Linked DNA regions of Mus musculus: region 2 is linked to region 1. Evidence: chromatin contacts called from public Hi-C data. All regions are on one chromosome and are shown on one strand. The core of a region is the stretch at or near the end of the contact, and the rest is flanking DNA. Distances in the headings are between cores, read along the strand shown. Region 1 has its middle 60 kb from the start of Gm29684. Region 2 overlaps Cradd (CASP2 and RIPK1 domain containing adaptor with death domain).

What was found. Hi-C and Micro-C count contacts between places; a contact is called where the count stands out from the background.
Region 2: a contact with region 1 is called in a Hi-C map of bone marrow-derived macrophages, with 26 read pairs. The contact joins two enhancer-like sites. A contact is called at or near these places in 20 of 484 Hi-C or Micro-C datasets (bone marrow-derived macrophages, embryonic stem cells, granulosa cells and 2 more), 6 of 115 datasets of contacts at active chromatin or transcription factors (the 230-238 cell line, embryonic stem cells, fibro-adipogenic progenitors and 1 more) and 1 of 9 other capture datasets (embryonic stem cells).

The regions. Positions count from the first base shown.
Region 1 is chr10:95,082,196-95,088,908 of GRCm38.p6, forward strand. No RefSeq gene overlaps it. Among named protein-coding and RNA genes, the nearest start is that of Gm29684, 60 kb to the right of the region's middle. Within about 2 kb of position 4,691, at least 40 of the 459 cell types and tissues checked have an H3K27ac peak or open chromatin away from gene starts, as enhancers often do. A contact at or near this core is called in bone marrow-derived macrophages, where this site is marked.
Region 2 is chr10:95,287,378-95,294,341 of GRCm38.p6, forward strand. All of the region lies in intron 2 of Cradd (CASP2 and RIPK1 domain containing adaptor with death domain), which reads right to left. Among named protein-coding and RNA genes, the nearest start is that of Cradd, 33 kb to the right of the region's middle. Within about 2 kb of position 3,949, at least 66 of the 459 cell types and tissues checked have an H3K27ac peak or open chromatin away from gene starts, as enhancers often do. A contact at or near this core is called in bone marrow-derived macrophages, where this site is marked.

The sequences.
Region 1 (6,713 bases), core at 3,441-5,940:
AGCTAAGAAAATAAACTCAAGAGGTCAAACACGCAGATGACTGGAAAACCCAGCCTGACCCCAAGCGACCTTAAGGATCTCGGTATTGTAAAAACACCCAACTTTATTTGCTGGGACACCATGGTGGGTGAGATGCATTTCCTGGTGTTCAGTATCTTTGCCCTTTTGGTCAGTACTAAACATGCACCCGGTGTGACCGTGTACTTCTGTCATCCTGGCGTTCGGAGGCTGAGGCAGGAAAAAATCTGAGTTGGAGGCCAGCCTGGATACATACTGAGTTCTAGGCCAACCTTGGGTGCATAGAGTCCCTGTCTCAGAAAACCAAAAATCAAAATCAGAATGCAAATAAGCAGGACCCGAAACACAGGGGAGGAACTCATGGGTGCTGTGATTCTCAGACCTACTCTTTGTCTGAGGAAAAGGAGGGGACCTGGTGAGGTTAATATTAGATTGTCTTCAAGGAGAGGGATGAGTCTCATGCCTCACAGAACCAGAAACTGGGCACTATTAGTAATGGAATGTGGCACCCAGCCTGAATTTCTAAAACCCAACAGATGCCCACTCCCAGCCTGAACAATTAACAAGCAGCAGTTGGCCACCCTAGCACTTGAAATTCTGCAAGCCAGTAAGATTGTCTATTCTCGAATACAAAGAACTATGAATATCCCTCTTCGTGTAAAGCCCTGAAAACAGGCACGCTGGGTGGCAGCGTGGGTGGTAAAGATCCCTTCGGCCCAGTCTAGAATACCCACAGCTCCCAACAGGGAAACCACATGAGTGCAGTTGTACCCCATAAAGGAAGGGGCTTTCTGCCCCTAACCCCCAGGTGTCTCACTTCTGATGCAGTTTACCAGTTATCAGGGCATGGGGCAATACAGATCAATTTCAGAAGCTCCTGATCAAAATACTCAGATTTGCTTATAACGCACAAGGTTAATTGGAATTGGTGGTTTGCCTTCTTCCTTAGAGGATTCACACCATGCATGCACAAATTCTCCGCTCTTTCCCTGGTTTTCGTGAGTCAGCTTGTTTCCATGCGCTTGGGCGAATGCAAGCTGCCCTTGCTCCTATCACCTGGATTTTGTTTTGGTTTTGTCTTGGTGTTTTTTTTTTTTTCTTTTTCTTTTTTTTGCTCCCACGTGCTGCTTTCTGCTTCCCGACTCCCCTCCCCTCCTTGCCCATTTACCATCCTTCTAGCTCCACAGACAAATGCCTAGTCAGAATGTCCACGTTCCTGCCATGGCAAAAATCGAACCCAAGGAGACCCATTGAGCTTGTCACCTGCTTTCTTGGCAGGAGCCGGATGTTAATTTTGTGCAGCTGTGGCAAGAAGGCTTGTCCCTCAGACTCGGTGGGGGCGGAGGGGGAAAAAAGCAAGGTTTCCTGTGGATCTAATCTGCACAAGTCCCCAAGTGGTATCTGTGTGTTTCCATGTGCTACATTTGTAAGCCAGGCTGTCTTACCAGTATGTGTAGCAAAGGCGGTCCTTTCCACACTGGCTTAAGTACGACATTAAAGATGCCTCAAGAGACCCCAATAGTTTAAGGGAAAGTTGCCAAGCTGGTATTTTTAATATAAAACTGGTTGTAGGAGACTGAGGAAGCCATAGAAATTTCTTGTTAATGTGATATTTCAACACGGGATTAGGCAGCCTTTCTTTGATTTATGCTTTTGCCTCTCTATGCATTAATGCCGATTACACACATAGTTCTGTTTTAATGGCTGATCCTGCACAGAAGCAAGCCTGACAGTTCCCAGGAGCATTTCCTCAACCACGACGGCTCTGAACAGTCTGCCCTGTTCCAACTTGCAGCCTGTATCCCAATGCCTTCCCACACTTCTCCATCCTGGGCTCTGCTTGTGTACTCATGACCTTGCCTTGCTCCCTGGGCCTTGCTTCACCTCCGTGCCTCGCTCTCCTTCCAGCACAACCCCAGCCTATAGCATCTCCTCTCTGACCTGAGGACACCTGCAAACCATGTCTGCCTCCACTCTGGGAGCAGAGTCCAGTCATTTAAGAAAACACACACACACACACACACACACACATACACACACACACACACAAACAAGAAAATCAAAGCATAAACAGAACTCACAGTCCATTTCGGGAAACAGGGCCTGCATGTATGGACCGACAAGATATGGTACACTACACAAGAACACAGAGAGAGAGGACCATCAAAGCCCAACCCTTACAAGTAATTTTTGCAGGCTGAAGAAGACCTTCCCAAGCCAGTCTCGGGAAGTTGGTGGTAAGGGCAGGAGAAGGATTCTAATGACTCTTCTAGTAAGTAGAGAAGAAAAGAATGTCTTGATCAATTAGGAAGATCAGCTTTGAGTAAGTTAAGATGACTTCATCGTCCCTGATGAAATGAATGCTTTGATATCTAGAGATTTTTAGGAAAGAGAGTCTCTGAAAATGAAATTATTATTTTTAAAGGGACCAGTTAGGCTCTGTGTGGAATGGATTAGAGGCAGACGTGATGTTTCAAAGAAATAAGTGAAAGTCTTTTATAGGGGGCTGTGGATATAGCTCGATTGGCAGAGTAGACCTGCCTACGTGTTCAGACCCCCTGGGTTTGCTTCCCAGATTCTCTAAACTGGGCATGATGGTGGTGCAGACCTGTTTACAGTATTAGGTAAGTAGAGGCAGGAGAATAAGCCTAAGTTTTAAGGCAGCCTGGACAACAGGAGACCTTATGAAGAAGAAGAAGAAGAAGAAGAAGAAGAAGAAGGAGGAGGAGGAGGAGGAGGAGGAGGAGGAGGAGGAGGAGGAGGAAGAAGAGGAGGAAGAAGAGGAGGAAGAAGAGGAGGAAGAAGAGGAGGAAGAAGAGGAGGAAGAAGAGGAGGAAGAAGAGGAGGAAGAAGAGGAGGAAGAAGAGGAGGAAGAAGAAGAGGAAGAAGAAGAGGAAGAGGAAGAAGAAGAAGAAGAAGAAGAAGAAGAAGAAGAAGAAGAAGAAGAAGAAGAAGAAGAGGAGGAGGAGGAGGAGGAGGAGGAGGAGGAAGAGGAGGAGGAAGAAGAAGAAGAAACAGAAGAAGAAGAAGAAGAAGAAGCAGCAGCAGCAGCCAACAAAACCAAAAAAAATATCAGGGGAAAAAAAGATGCTTACATTTTTCTTAAATGTCAAAAATATAGTCTTATAGATACAGGATGCGATGCAAACAGTGGAGAAGTGACAGACAGCAGGACCGAGCTGAAGCCAGTGGAAATAAAAGGTCACGAAGGTAGAATTGGAAGTTCCTTCTTTCTCCTGAGGAGCAACACAGTCAGAACACGGATTACATCCCTAGCCCAACCCCAAATGGGCGACAGAAAGGTATGTTTAAGGCCAATGCAGAGTTCTGGATCCACCCTGTAAAGCAGCCGAAGGAAGACATCAATGTGAGCAACTCTTCAGATGGTAGTGAGTGTGGAAACAGGAGGAAATGGGAAGGGATGGATTTGATAGAAAGAATAAAAGCAACACAATGGTATAAGTATGAAAGAAAGGATATTCAGACAGGACTCTGTGGTTTCAGATCTGGGAGAAGGGAAGTATCCTTATGAGCATGCGTGGGGAGCTGGCTTGGAATGTGACAGCAACTGCTATGCTTTCTCCCATATTTGTCTGTTCTTCTCCAGTGTAACTGGATGTGTGGGTTGATGACTGGGCGAAGCCCTCTTCAGCGCAAACTTCTGTGCAGCTCAGTGTCCATTGGTAGCTGCTTGCCTATGAGCTTCGGAAGAGGCCCTGTTACTCAGACTCTGTTAATAGAAACTTCCCGTGAACCATGGGGGTGGGTGAGTGGGAGGGGACTGTCCCAAGCTTCCTGCACAACTGGTCTTAAATGTACCATTCATGGTTCTTTGAAATAGACAGGGACAGATGGCCACTCATCCGGAGCAGGACAACAAGGGTAAACTGGGTGGGAGCAGCAGAAAGAATGAATTATGTTTAGCCTGAATAACTGAGGCATGAGACGAGGGTCATGGTGTGGCACCTGTCCCCAAATATCTTAAGAATCGTCCCTTTAGAATGTTCTGGGTGGTTCCCTTGGTAGGGGAGTTTTCCTGAAGTTATGGCATGACACTGAGGCAGATGGGATTAGAGAGAGGTCTTCATAAGCTTGTCCTTATGACCACACACCCTTCCTAGCAGACACCATTTGAGAATGGCTTGGCGTCATTCACCCTTCAGTATGAATATATGGCTTAGGCTCTCTACAGAAGGAAGGGAGCATTAGAAGAGGCTGACGACTTTCCTCCCAGCGACCTCCTCCCTTCTCAGTCCCTGTTCTCCACACCCATTATTCTCTCTCCTCCCCACCCATGACGAAACTTTCCTAATAAGCTACCTCAGTGTCGCTTTAAGAAGCCGAATAGTCTAAACTCTTCAAGAGCCGCTTTAGTAAAGGAAATGTACAGCCTAAGGCAAGAGAAATCTGGGGGTGTCGACCAATGAGGTGACTTTGGTCAAAACTCCCTTTCTGAGCTCCAGTTTCTTCAAACAAGAGGATTTAAAATTCCTTCCTGGTTCTATACTTCTGTGACAAAACATTAATTTAAGGTAGTTCACCTTTTTTTTTTTTTTTTAAGGAAGCTATCCAAGACTTTCTTCTTGCAAGACTCTGCTGCCACTCACCGATGTGCCCACACTGCCCTCCTCTATTGATTGAGCTCCCACTTCTCTTTTCTTCCCATTATCTGGGTAATCTTTCTTTCTTCCTGTTCCTCTTGAGTAAGTGCCACCCATCCTCCGAGGTTCTTTTGAAGGCTAATGTATTTGCTGTTTATATGCTGACTAATGGATGAGACTGAAGTGTGTGTGGCAGGAAGCGAGTCCCTTGCTCTCAAACCTGCCTTTCTGCTTAGTAAGTATTGGTTAATTGCTGGCACAGTTGAGAGGCTCAATCTGTAGTGGCAGATCTGAGCAGCATCACAGTTGGTAACGGTGCTAGGAGATCAGCAGACAGCTACGTTTTTCCCCTTCCCAGTCACATAGAAAAGATTGGCCTTGACAGACCTCTATCCGGGCAAGTATATTAGGGCATAATGTGGCACTCCAGAATAGTGGAAAAGACTCAGTTCTGTTTAAACATATTTTATCTCATCACCATTCAGTCTGCAAATACTCACTGTGCAATGACCCTGTACCAGGCGCTCTGCTAAGTACTTTACATAAGTCACCTTGCTTGACGTTCATCATAAATCCCATTAGGTTGTTAATATTAGGTTCCTACTGACGCGTGGGGACACAGATACGCAGGGGAGTTAAATAACTTGCCTAGGGTCACTAGAAAACAACAACAAAGCCAAGAAGAGTCCATCCCAGGCTGCCTGATTGCTAGAAGCTGAGTGCTGACCCAGGCTTCCAGCCATGCCTTCAATAAGTACAGGCTCCTCCTTCCATCCTAGAAACCAGGAGAGACTATTTAGAAGACAGGTTATTGGGATTCACAGAAGCCCTACAGACAAACACAAGCTGTCATGGAGCACACAGCAGGCCATGGGAAGGCTCCCGGGATGTCACATGCATGTGGTATTTCCTACAACAAGCTGAGGAAGGCCAATGATGCAGGGCTCTCCATACCAAGGTCATGAAAGAACCCACAAAGTGAACGGCCGTGGGAAGGGCGTGACTGTGTATTATAAAGACAGATAGGGAGTCGGCAGAGGAGGGAGACTGGGGTGTCTCACTGGGGTTCCAGAACAATGGTACTGACTGTATGCCAGGGTGGCAGGGTTCTACGAAGAGAAGAATGATGTAGTAATCCGACGTATGCATCAGGGAGCTAACTCAGTTTGTAGTTTGAAGTTAAATGAAGTGGGTGGGGTAGGGTGCATATGCCTCTAAACCAGCACAGAGAAGGCAGGGTACACTCAGAGCCAGCCTGGACTTCATAAAAAGATTCCGCCAAGAAAGAAAGGGGGGAATGTGTAGCAGGCTCCTCCCTTTCCAGCAGAACCCAGGGCTTGTTCAGCATTCTCTTCTCACAACCATGGCTGTTAATAAGAATCTTCCGAGATGTTCTGGAGAGGTTTTCTCCCTCCTGCGTGAAGCCTGACAGGACAGATGGCTGTCCTGTCTCTGACTACGCCGAGTACAGCACTCAGAAGGGATCAGGTGGACTAGCTGGAGGATGAAGCTGCCACTTGGGGGAGTTTGAGGCTAAGAGATGCAGAGGGCTCAGTGTAACCATGGCTGACAGACGCGCTTCGGCCCTGAAGCAGCAGATCCTTGGAAGGAAACTGCTCGTTGGTTTGCTGACTTGCTATTTTCTTTTAGGATTGTTGCTTCTGGCAAACCTAGGCAGAAGGCTCGCTGCCACCACACCAAAGCTGGTTTCTGGCTTTTGTCTGGAGACATCTCCTCTCAGTCCTGCCACTCTCATCCTCCCTGTGTGGGACACACACGAGCTTTCAACATGCCCACAAACCCCTCGGTTTCCAATTGAGTTCAACACCAGTAAGCTTCGGATTGGGTGGGGGCAGACTAGTGAATTTAGAGTGCTGAGTTCCTGTTACCTGGGAACCTGCCTATGGTTACCGTATAACTCTAATTTTTTCAAAGTCTATTTTTAATGATGGTTATTAAATGCTTTAACCTCCCTTTCAACCCACCAACCCACCATAGGCAGTGGAAAAGAAAGGATACAAAGGCAGTGGACCTGTTTAGAGGGGTTCTTTGGAGCAACTCCCATCTGTGTCGTCTGGAAATTGACAGTTCTGT
Region 2 (6,964 bases), core at 2,699-5,198, 200 kb after region 1:
ATGAGTCAGACCAACTCGGGCCACGCAGCTAGGTCTTGCCTAAAAGAACCAAACAACAACCAGAAAGGGATGCTGGGGAGGTGGCTCATAAGCTCTGGCGGCTCCTGCACAGAACCTAGTTCCCAGAACCCACATAGGGTAAAAACCACCTGGAACTCCAGCCACAGGGCATCCAGCGACCTCTTCTGGCAGTACCATGCGCCTCTCAACCAATGGTGCTGGAAGAACTGGACATGCTAAAGAACAAACAGAATCTAGACACCGCCATTACAAATCTCGGTGTGAAGCAGGAAACTATAAGACTCTGTCCGAGTAAGGCAGTGCATGCCTGTGATCCCAGACTTGGAAGACAGAGGAAGGAGGACTGCAGGTTAGAGGTCAGCCTGGGATGCACAGCAAGACCCTGTCAAAATGTGGGAGGAGGGAGGTTGAGAGAGTATGGAAGAAAGCTAGGACGTCTCTCAGTGGTGAGGCACTTGACTAGTGCGTGTGAGGCCCTAGATTCAGTTCCTCGTCTCGTGAGAAATGATACATAAAAGGAGAGATAATCTAGGTGGCCGTAGGTATGGTGATGATTTGGGGGTACATCTGACGGGGACCCATAAAAGAAAACTCTCCTCTGCAGTAAAAATTTCAAGAGAACAGGAGAGAAGCCAGAGGATAAAGGAAATATTTGTGAAAGACATACCTGACCAAAGACTGTTATTCAAAGTATACAAAGAACTCAGCAATGATGGGGGGGTGGGGGAGAAGGAGAGGGAGGGGGGAAAGGAGGAAGGGAGAGAGAGGGGGAGGGAGGGAGGGAGGGAGAGAGGGAGGGAGGGAGGGAGGGAGGGAGGGGGAGAGAGAGAGAGAGAGAGAGAGAGAGAGAGAGAGAGAGAGAGAGAGAGAGAGAGAGATCATTAAAGAAAATACACAGATGGCAGGTGGGCAGGTGAAATGTGACAAGCATTTTAAATCACGAGGGAGCTGCAGATTAAATCACAGTGAGATCCCACTCTGTACCTATCACACTGGCCAAAACCCAAAATCCTGACAACGCCAACTTCTGGCAAGAACTCAGAGCAACGAGAGCCCTTATTCACTGCAGATGGGAACGCAAATCTGCAAAGCCACTTTAGAAGACAGTGTGACAGTTCCTTACAAAATGAAACTTTTTTTTTTTTGAGACAGGGTTTCTCTGTATAGCCCTGGCTGTCCTGGAACTCACTTTGTAGACCAGGCTGGCCTTGAACTCAGAAATACGCCTGCCTCTGCCTCCTGAGTACTGGGATTAAAGGTGTGCGCCACCACGAGCACTTCTTGGTATTCATCCACTTACTATACTGAAGTTGTATATCACGCAAGAAAGCATGCCATGAGTGCTTACAGAAGCTCTATTTAAAACTGCTGAAATCTGAAAACAACCAAGATATCCCTCCATAAGTCCATGGATAAGTAAACACAGCCTAGCCAGAGAACGGAATATTACTCAGCACCCAAAAGAATCTAGTCGCTCATGAAAAGAGGAAAGGAGGCACAGTAAATGACCATTGCTACATGGAAGAAGGCATCTAAAGGGCTGCCTACCACATGATCCCAATGATGCTGCGTTCTGCAAAGATAAAACCACGGAAACAGAAAAGCAAGATTCACGGCTAGAACCGAGGACGCCGCTCAGCTGATAGGATCCGTGCATAGCATGCATGAAGCCCTGGATTTGATTCCCCAATGCTGCATTGTGCTGTGCTGAGTGTGCTGTGTTGGGAATTTATTCTAATACTGTGTCTTAAAGCTGCCCTTCCAGACCTGCCCCAGGCTGGCTTCAATTGATACTAAAGAATTGCCATACATCCCATGGCTAGTCAGGGAGACAGAGACAGAACTTTTAGACTGATCTGGCAAGGGACCAAGGGACCACGGGAGAGAGGAGGAGGAGGAGAATCGTCATGACTCAGAGGCAGAGGGATGAGACTGAAGAGCTGCAGAAGAGAAACCAAGAAACCATCCAACAATGTAGGTAGAAAGGGAAAGCAGAACTATGTGTGTGTGGTGTATGTGTGTGTGTGGGGGGGGGGGGTCGAGAAGGTAAGAGGACAGCAAAGATAAAACATTTGAGCCAGGAAGGTGTTAAGCCAGGAATACTGAAGGGCAGAAGTTTAGAAGTGTCCAGCCATTGAGCTAGTCAAGACATAAAAATCAACTGGTGTGTGTGTGTGTGTATTTCATTTGCAAATCCAGGCTCTTGATCGGGTACAGACCTTTTAATGAGCTAATGTAGACAGTTGTCTCTTAGTGAAATTACCTCTTTACCATAGACCAAAGCAAATGAAGGATCCAAGAAATGCCCACAGGGCTGCAAGAATCCATTACTGCGACAGAGCTCCCACAGGCAAAGTCAGAAGATCTCTGTGTGTGTTAGTTTTCCTGAGCTTCCATTGCCTGCATCTTGAGGTGCTGGCTATCCTCGATAAAGGTTCTTTGATAACAAGAATTCCTAAGACTAAACTTCACTCGATTCTCGCCTCTTATGTGATAACGGCTGATCCTTTTACTTTTTCCCCCCACACATCTTGTCACATATGGTCTCCTCTGCAACAAATGTCTGCTGACAACTGATAACATTTGTGTTTGTTTAGCAACATTCTCGCGAAGTTGCTCTCATGACAGATAATAACTGTTATGATCATGACATTTTCAGATAGCTGAAAATAAAACCAATATGCTCATCTTTGCTGATAAGCTAGAAAGGTAAAAGGCTGAAGCAAGGAACACACATACACACACACAGTGTGAGGAATTGACGTAGGGAGCAAAAGCATGAATGGCTCCCGCCCCATTTTCTCATTTTAAAGTTAATAAAACTGGACCAGGCAACATTCTGCAGTTCAGTTAAGACTCGTGGGTGGCAGACAGAGCTCTGTGTGTTTGAGCCACTGACTCAATGGATGGTCCACACAAAAAGTCCAAAGTTCTAGACTTCCTCAGAACTTGATCTGCATAAAAGTCCCAGAGTTTCGGGCCTGCCAGGGATATAAAGTGAGCTCCTGTCTCAAACACACAACAAACAACAGCAACGACAGGTAAATAAGCAATGGGTTAGAGAGCTGGCTCAGTGGTTACGAGCAACTGATGCTTTGTAGAAGCCTGGAGTTCATCCTGATTCTGCTACAAAAAAATCAGTGATGACTGGAACATTTCCAATTGAATTCTCCAGAGCTCCTTTCTCTTGGGGTGTCACACTTTCCCCTAAACAACATTTAGTTATCTTAAGCTGCTCCTCCTCCTCTTCTTCTTCTTCCTCCTCTTCTTCTTCCTCCTCTTCTTCCTCCTCCTCCTCCTCCTCCTCCTCCTCCTCCTCTTCTTCTTCTTCTTCTTCTTCTTCTTTTCTCCTCTTCCTCCTCCTATTCCTCTTCCTCCTCCTTCCCCTCACCCTTCTCTCACCCTCCTTTTTTTTTTTTTTTTTTTTTTTTGATACAGGCTCACTCCATTGATCAGGCTCACAGCAACCCTCCCATCTTTTGCAATGCTGGTATTACAGTCTGGCCCCACTTCTGGCCACAAACAACTGTTTTAAAAAGACACTCTAAACTACATACACAGAAAAATCACAATGCAGGACTATTGGTTTGGCTTCATTTTAGTGAACAACAACAACAAAAAATAGGTCACTACATAGCTTGCAATCCTCCTGCCTCACCCTCCCAAATGTTGGGATTAGCCACCTAAATTTAAAACTCATATTCTTCACTCTCAAAAAGCCAGACTTGAACTTGTCTGTCCACATAATCCTGTTTGCTACATTTCAAAATCTCATAAGAGAAATTAACAGTAAATTACCCCAAATTCTTTCAGTGTCCTGGGACAGAACACTCACTTAAAATCCCAAACCCAGTGCACTCAAGTCAACCCTCTCATACAGTCCAGCCAGCTTTCCCAGCCTCAGCCTTCACGGGTCTCTGGCCTATCCACTGTGACCGCTGAGTTTCAGTTCCTGATTCTACAAGGTTTTCAGGGTGCGCTGGATATGACAATATGCTGGCGGTACAGGCAGAATGAAAAGGACTTTCAAAAAGCAGACACTTCACTTACAAATGAGGGACAATAAAGTGGATATAATCAAGGGACATTTGGGTAGCAAAAAGTGACATCTTGACAAAGTTACCATGGAGAGCACACCAGGTTCCAGCTGTTCTTTTTTAACGGCACCTAATGTATCCTCTGGTAACAAGTCTGACCGTGTACCGCCAATGCCTTACGTAAGAGAAAACTGAGGGCTTCGTTGATAAGAACAAGAGGGGCTGGAGAGGCGCAGTGGCAATTACAACACACTGGCTAGTCCTGCAGAGGACCTGGGTTCTGCCTCCAGCACCTACAAGGTACCTCCCAACCGTCAGTAACTCCACAGAAGTAGATGGGTGGTGGAGTGAGGCGGAGACAGTCATCCTGCTGTGGTTATCTGGCCCGAGGCCTGGAGGAAGAGGCAGCTGCACAGAGTTGCAGGTCCAGAGTGGTCCAGGGAGCGAACTGCAGTGCAAGGGCCTGGAGATGCAGGGAGGCTGGTGAGGTGAACCTGGCAAGCTCCAGGAACAGAAAGGAGAAGAAGGTGGCTCCATCACAGAGAGGAGAAAGAGTAGAAGGAGACGCTGGAGGCAGTGTGGATGCTAACATAATGGAGAGCCTGTGTTTATTGCAAACACAGCAAAAACCCGTTGTTGTATTTTGGACAGGAGAATAGTACAGCCCGACCTACGTGGTTTTATATACATAATACTTCTGTTGATTATTGGGGAATTTCACATTATGAACCCCAATCACACTCACTTCCCAGTCTTCCCAGGTCCAACTCTCTCCTTGTGACCCTCCCCACAAAACAAACAAACAAACAAACAAAGTAAATCAGTAAGTAAATAAATAAATACAAACAAGTCCAACTTGTATTGCCATATGCTCTCTGGAGTATGGAGCATGGTCAAACTTCCAGTAGCTAGCCCCTTAAAAATATCTAAGTTCTTTTCTACCGGCACCCCCACCAGAAGCCATCAATTCTTAAAAGCTACACTTCAGCATCCTTATCTCACATTGAAGAGTTCTCTTCATGGCTTCCTGTTTAGGCTGTTACTGGGGGAGGGGAGCTGTCCTAGAAGCCTTCTATGTCAGTCTTTCTCAACTGTGAATTTGCAGTCATTGGTAACCTGTGCCCTTTACAATCAGCGGGAACACAGATCGTGGACTTCCACGTGGTAGTGCAGACCACAGACATGATCACAACGTCCAGTAGCAGCATGGCCTGTGGATAACAACATGGCTGCAGGTAGCTGCACCGACCATGGGCATCCACATGGCCTTCAGGATTAACACGGGCCATAGACACCATCACAGCTCCTGGCTATAGCAGGATCATAGACCCAGACATTGCCCTCACTGGCAGCACGGCCCACAGACAACAGCATGGTCCATACTCACTATCGTAGTCCTCCGTGGCGGTGTTTCTTAAAGGTCCCGCTGGCTGCTATGTGAGAGACGGAATACAGAGACAAGCATGGAATCAAAGAAGCTAGTCCTGACACAGATGGTGAAACTGCACACTTCCAGCTTCCCTCCACTGTCTGTCAGCATTATGTGATCACCACGACAACAACCTTGCTCCTCTGACTCTTGGCCCTCTGTGTGTACCTTTCTTTTAAAGATTTGTATTATATTATTATTTGCTGTTGTTATTGTTGGTGGTGGTGGTGTGTGTGTGTGTTTGTGTATGTGTAACATGCGTAGACATGCAAGAGTCTCCACAGGCCAGTAAGTGCCACCTATGAACAGGGCATGGCCTGCACCAGATGTCCAGTCTGGTATGCAAGGACTTCCTGGCTTCTAGAATGGTGATAAATAAGCCACTGTTGGCAAACTATCCGGTTTATGGTTTTCTTTTCTACCATTTTAAGGTTCTGCCACACGGTTAACCAATACTTTTAAATATTAAGTATTCATTTATTTATTTACTTCGTTTGTTTGAGGGTCTGAGCATGTCATGCGGAGAGAAAGGAACAACTTGTGGAGTCGACTCTTTCCATCCACCACAAGCCTTGGACTAAGGCCATCAGGCCTGAGACACTTGGCTGCGACTTGGTTATGACCTGCCTCAACCCCCGCCATGTTAGTGTACCAGAAACCTGGTCTCCAGTGAGAAACTACTGGAGTGTGGAATCTCTAAAATCCAAGGCTATGGGTAGGCAGAAAGGCCCTGGGAGAAGAGCCCTTGAAAAGAATGACACAAGTCTTATAAGACCGGAAGAGTTCTCACAAGGATGCGTTGTTACAAGAAATCCCTCAGTAACTCTTTTTAGAAGGTGAATCCCAATCTGTCGCATGCACTCCTGACATAAGTCATGGGGCCCTCATCAAAGCTGATAAGGTCCCAGTACGGTCCGCCTATGCCTACAGAACCATAAGCTAAGCAGACCCTTCTGGCTTTATAAAGTATCTGACCTAAAGTATTTTGTTATAGCAACACCGGATTTAAGTCAGGAAGCAACGGGATTAGAGGGGAGTCAAGGAATCATATTTCAGAGGAACTTGTAGGCAATGACTAGCCCTTTGGAATTTATTTTCAATGAGATAAACAACCACCTGCTAACTGCCTCTCCCTGCTGTCATTCATGATTGTGTGATACCGGCATCCATGAAGACCCCTCACTCTGGCGTTTGCCCGTCAGCTGAAATCCCCTGGCCTCCTAGTCATCTCTTATACATTTCCTCTATTTCTGCAACCCTGTCTCAAGGGCGAGAGTCTGGCACGTTCTTCTCTGTGTACACGGGGTCTGGCACCTAAAAGATACTCAATAAATCTTTCTGGAAGGTGATCATTGTGACGGTGTGATCTCTTAGTGCCCCTTCCAGCTGGAGGATATATGGTTTGTTCTCTCATGACAAACTAGTTGGTACCAGGACTCAGAGAAGACTGACAGCTTTCTAGATATGTTGACATTAG